2 separate regions of the Mus musculus genome follow, and region 2 is linked to region 1. Evidence: chromatin contacts called from public HiChIP or PLAC-seq data. All regions are on one chromosome and are shown on one strand. The core of a region is the stretch at or near the end of the contact, and the rest is flanking DNA. Distances in the headings are between cores, read along the strand shown. Region 1 has its middle 4.2 kb from the start of Tma16. Region 2 has its middle 3.0 kb from the start of Gm33103.

Region 1 (2,972 bases), core at 164-2,663:
TGACAGGTGGCACAAAGTCACACCATGAGACAGATCTCGAGGCAGGGTGGGGGGGGGGGTGATGTGGAGGCTGCATCTGGGCAAGAGTGGAGGGGAAAGGAGAATAAGAACTGGCTTGCGATAAGGGGATAGAAGGGACATGTGTGTGTATAGGGATGGTATGCAACTCATGTGGACAGTGGAATTGTGTCATGTTTTGGCAGCTAGTTGATGACATATCAACTGCCCTGAGGGAGGGCAGGCCACTAGTATTTCCCTTTTTCAAGTTGGGGGTGATACATGGAGAAGAGCTCTTAGCATATTCTGACTGTAGATGCAATAGCGGCCCAATATAATAAAAGCACAGTTCAAATCTTGCCCCTCTTGGTGTCACTGCTGGGATGGCAGGAATGACACTTTCTTGACCTTGAGTCATCAGTTTTCTCCCCAGTTCATCCAGGACCTCCAGCTGGTGGTCCAAACCACACTCACCTTTGAAGGAAAAATTGACTCTCTGACTGCCGTGGTACTCCAAGACCGACAGGGACTAGATCTTCTTACAGCTGAAACAGTCTTAGTCTCTCCCTCCAAAAGGAATGCTGCTTCTATGTCAATCAATTGGGTATAGTAAAAAACAGAATCCAACAACATTAAGCATATCTCACAAACCGTAAGGAACAATGCTTCCAACCCTTTGAGAAGCCCATAAGGAAGTGGATATAGCTCTTTCTGACTCTGTTTCTTTTTCCTGCGTTTAATATTGCACCCTGCTTTATAAATTTCTTCTTTGCATTTCTCCAATGAAATTTTAAAAAAAATCTCTAATCAAATGATTAATCTGTTATTGTTACAAGACTACCAACCACTAGTCACAGAGCCTGAGGCTCAAGCCTCCTGAATGTGGCCTGGAGATTGTGAGGATCAACAGGGTCCCAAAGATGACAATGCCCCCAGGCAGCAGGAAGTAGTCTGAAGAGCATGGCCTCTTCCTGCCTCACCATTACCCTTTCTTACTGTAAGGATTATGTTTATATGCATGTGTGAAGATCTGTCTCTGTCCTTTTTCCCTGCTGAAGGCATCTTTGGATCCGTCAAAACAAAAGTCTGATGACCAATAAACTGAGGCAGGATTAGAAGGGGGACAACCAACAGAGAGAAAGGAACTCTGGGAAAGAGTCAGGCCTGGGAACTTTTGCCACCTGGACTCAGGGAAAGGCAGAAGTATGAAACTGAGAAGAGGTAGGCCTAGGTATTTATCGATAATTAAATAGCCTCCAAATCATTATTCAGGAGCGTGGGTGGGAAAATCCATAGTTACACTTTCTAGTTCCTCATCCTTTATAATAAACTGAAAGGGATGTTAGCAACCTGGCTTCTCCATTGGCCTGTGCTCATGACCTAACCACAGCCGAATATGCAAGTCATCACTAGCTGTCAAGATACAATTAGCTTCCCTGTCTGAAGCAAAGCCGGCAGATTATTCTCACATCCTGTAAGCTGACTGTTCAGTCTGCTGCTGGCTTTTGTTATAGTGCAGAAACTTAAACTTCATAGAGTCCTATTTACTAATTCTTGGTACCACTACTGACATCTACTTCAAGATCTACTGAAGTCCAGATCAGAAGTTTCCTACCTATACCTGTATCATGAAATGTGTTTCCTATGTTTTCCTCCAGAGGTTTTGGCATATCAGGTTTTAAATTAAGGTCTTTGGCTCCCTTTGAATTGATTTTCATATCACTTTACAAAGTGAGAGATCCAGACTTGATTGCGTTTTTGTGAAGGTGTAAGCACTTTGTAATCATTCCCATTGTTGAAATCTGTCTTTTCTCCATCCTCCCAACCTAATCAAAACTCACATGGCCATAGCTGTGTAAGGCAATTCCTGGGTTCTCTGAGAGGCTTCATTGATCGACATTTCTGTCTTTGTTGTGTGTCTTTATCACAACAGCATTATGACGTAATTTGGGATTAGGTATCATGCTCTTTCCCAGAAGTATTGCTATACCACAAGGTCTGTGCTATGTTTCTGTCAACATAGAAGTATGGAAAGTCTTTCCATGTCTCTCTTCTTTGGTTTCTTTCTTTTTCTTTCTTTCATTTTTTCCCCTTTCTTTCTTTCTTTCTTTCTTTCTTTCTTTCTTTCTTTCTTTCTTTCTTTCTTTCTTTCTTCCTTCCTTCCTTCCTTCCTTCTTTCTTTCCTTCCTTCCTTCCTTTCTCTCTCTTTCTTTCTTTCTTTCTTTCTTTCTTTCTTTCTTTCTTTCTTTCTTTCTTTCTTCTCTCTCTCTCTCTCTCTCTTTGCCAATGTATAGATCTTTCACTTCCTTAGTTAAGGATGTTCCAAAGTACTATATTTATTTGTTTATTTATTTATTTATTTATTTATTTATTTATTTTTGTTTGTTTTTTTGAGACATGGTTTCTCTGTGTAGCCTTGGCTGCCTTGGAACTCACTCTGTAGGCCACGCTGGCCTCGAACTCAGAAATCCACCTGCCTCTGCATCCCAAGTGCTGGGATTAAAGGCCTGTGCCACCACTGCCTGGCATACTTTATATTTTTGGAAGCTATTATGAATAGAATATTTTCCTAAATTTTTCCCAGTGAGTTGATTATTGATAGATGTGCAGACCTTTGACTTTTTTATATGTCAGTTTTGTATCCTGCAAATTTACTGAAAATGTCTACTAGGTCTAATAGTTTAAGATCTTTTAGCTATAGATAATATAATCTGTCAATACAGATAATTTGACTTTTTCTTTACTTTTTTAAATACAGTTTGTACCTTCTTGTCTTGTGGCTCTAGTTAAGACTTCAAGTACTCTACTGAATAAGTACCACCAAGCGTCATCCTTATCTAGTTCTAGAGAATGGCATCCTTGGTCCAGATGTTAGAGAAAATGCTCTTAATCCCCCTTCCCATACTAAAGAGTTTCTAATATGTTTATTGTATATATATCCTTTATCATTTTGAGTTGTGTTGAATCTATTCCTA
Region 2 (2,972 bases), core at 321-2,820, 2.5 Mb before region 1:
ACACTGTCTCCTCTTCTTGATTTTCCTATAACATTTAGCTAAAGGTGAGAGTCACCAGTATCTTGGAAAGTATGAGAATCTGGGTGATTTGTATTTTTTAGAGCAGGTGGCTAATTAAATCTTCCGATGACACAGTCCTAGAAATACTGCTTTAGGGCCAGTGGGATGGCTCAGGGTGGGAAGGAGCTTGCCTCCCAGCCTGGTGATGTAACTTAAATCCCTGGAATTTAAATGGTGGAAGGAGAGAACCAACTTTCTCAAATTATTCTCTGGCTTACACACACACACAGACACACACACACACACACAGACACACACACAGACACACACACAGACACACACACACACATTGAGACACAGATGTGCTCCACCACCACATGCTCACAAAATAAATAAGTATTTTTTTTAAATAGAAATTCTGTGTTATTTCACTGCATACTCAAAAGAACAAGCTTTTGAGGAAGATAAAAATAGAATTTTTTTAATCCCTGTGTTATAGACAGGAAAGTTGAAACTTGCTGAATATGAGTTTCCCTTTACCATAGGGTATCTCTGGACCCCGAGATTCCCTTAGTTAACATACCTTCATTTTTTAGTTGCCTAATTTATGATAATGTACTCTAGCAACTAGAAAGGAAAAATATCTTGTAAGTGTTGAATATCCACACAACTAAGTAATGAACCCCTATTCTTTACATCATGAGTGATAGATGTTAGTGGACATGGATATGAGCAAGAATCAGCTATTTACACGGATTCCTCCCAGCCACCCAGGTCTGTTTGCTTTTGGACAAAGGCACAGAGGGAAAAGGAGAGGGGACATTTCTCAGTGCTTGTCCTTTCCTGCTATGAGCTCATGCTTTCAGCTCCAAGGCCTTTCTGAGAATTAGAGGTAGGTGGGGGAGCAAGTGCATGAATACTGCTTCCCCTTGTCTGAAATAAAAAAGGGAACAGTGAAAACAGCGTAAGGGAAGCTGGGCCTTGCCCCCCACATCAGGGCTGAGCTTGTGGCCTAAATTTGACCAGCGTTACCTAGAGTAGCAGAAGCTCCTATCCTCTCCCAGGGAAGACCTAGCCGTCCCCAAAGTGTATCAAATCGGAGATGCTTGGAGCCTATGAGGGAGTTGTTTCCAAGGTTACTTTCCTTAAACACTAAACTACAAATACATCCCAGTTCTTTTACAAACCAATAAATTAAAAACACATCGCTGAAGCCTCTTGTATAGACCACATTGAGCAGAGTCTTTTTTCATAATGATTAAGGTCATGGCTGGAAATACCAGTCCTGCTTGGTTGCTATAACAACACTGATTGCTGTCAGGGCCCGAGGAAGCACATTGGAAATTAGAGAGATAATTTTCTAGTCCCTGAACTAAAACAGGATAATCTTACATTGATGCATCATTTATAAATAGGCATAATTTTAAGCCTTAAATGTCTTGAATTGTTAGTAATTTTTTTACATGTCTCTTTTCCATCCCTGAATTAAAGGCTACTTAGAAGCAGGAACTACACAGTGCTTCTGAGTGCCACATATCACTCACTGTCCAACCACAGATGGGAGACTCATCAAATATTCAGTGGCCAGAATGAGCTGGCAAAAGTGAACTTTCAGGGCTGGTAAGATGGCTCAAGGTAGGTTAAAGGAATTGCTGCCAATCTTGACCTTTCAGGCTCAATCCCCTGGTCCGACTCTTGTTGTAAAGTTATTACGGCTTGTCCTCTGATGTCCACACATGCATCATGGAACATGTGACTCCACATTTTCAAAAGTGAATCTATTTTTTTTTAAAGAATAAGAACTATCTAGAATAAGCCATCAGGATATATAAGAGGGAGGATAAAGTGAGTGATTCAGTGGAAGGATTTGACACAGTGAAGACCGTTTTGAGTCAACTTACAAAGATGCAGGTCAGAGTATGTTAAAGGTAACAAAATAAATTGCCAGAGATCTACATTCTGGAGAGATTTTCCTTTTTCAGAGCTAGAGACTACCATCATATTGATATTCATTCTCCCTGGGTGATCTTGCAGATGGCACACTGGATATAACTGTTGCCTAAATCCCAAATAAAATGTCTATAGGCCTTGAAAGAGAACTTTGAAAGTTAAAATAAGGAAGTGCAGCCAAAAATAGTGAAGATATTTTTAAATATGAAGAGTAAGGCAAGAAAATCTGCCTTAGCAAATAACACATTTATTAACAAATTTATGCAAAGTAGTTAAGCAAGTATGGTACTAGGTTGGAGACAGGGCTCAATGGTTAAAACACTGGCTGCTTTTCCAGAGGACCTGGGTTCTAGTCCCAGCATGCTTCTGATGGCTCACAACATAAATCACAACAGTTCTAGTGGATCTGTTGTCCTCTTCTGACCTCCAGAAGCACCAGGCACACAGGTGAGTGGTATACTGGCTTCAATGTGGAAAGATAATGAACTATCAGTGGTGAAGAAATGGAGAACAAAATTAAATGATTATTATCCATTGTTGAAGGAATGAGCTGGAACTCAGTCTTACGTACATCTGTGATGATCACCTTTAACACTGGACCTGGCACAACTGTATCACCTAGGAAAAGAGACTCAATAAGGCATTGTTCACTTTGAGTTGGTCTGTAGACATTCCTGTGGGCAATTTATGTGGGAAGACTAAACCAACTCTGGGCATCACCATTCCCTAGGCAGGAGGTTCCTGAAATGTATGAGTGGAAAAAATGAGTGGAGCTTAGGCAAGCAAGTGAGTAGTGAATGTATTAATTTCTGACTCTGATCTTGATTCTAAGTGCAACGTCACCACCAGCACACACTGGTACATATAAAGAATTAATACTTCAAACATCGCAAAATATTGAGGAAGATAAAAACTAATAACAACTCTTACATGTTGCTGGTGAGGAGGCAAAATGTTTCAGCTACTGTGGAAAATAATTTGGAATTACCTTATAAAAGTCTGGTTTCTAAAACTCAAAGAAT

Evidence for each region. HiChIP or PLAC-seq counts read pairs in DNA pulled down with a chosen protein or histone mark.
Region 2: an H3K27ac HiChIP or PLAC-seq map of bone marrow-derived dendritic cells shows a contact between it and region 1, with 15 times the contacts expected there. The contact joins two enhancer-like sites. A contact is called at or near these places in 1 of 39 promoter capture datasets (embryonic stem cells) and 1 of 115 datasets of contacts at active chromatin or transcription factors (bone marrow-derived dendritic cells).

Annotation. Positions count from the first base shown.
Region 1 is chr8:66,489,257-66,492,228 of GRCm38.p6, reverse strand. No RefSeq gene overlaps it. Among named protein-coding and RNA genes, the nearest start is that of Tma16, 4.2 kb to the right of the region's middle. Within about 2 kb of position 1,413, at least 46 of the 459 cell types and tissues checked have an H3K27ac peak or open chromatin away from gene starts, as enhancers often do. A contact at or near this core is called in bone marrow-derived dendritic cells, where this site is marked.
Region 2 is chr8:69,004,034-69,007,005 of GRCm38.p6, reverse strand. No RefSeq gene overlaps it. Among named protein-coding and RNA genes, the nearest start is that of Gm33103, 3.0 kb to the right of the region's middle. Within about 2 kb of position 1,570, at least 37 of the 459 cell types and tissues checked have an H3K27ac peak or open chromatin away from gene starts, as enhancers often do. A contact at or near this core is called in bone marrow-derived dendritic cells, where this site is marked.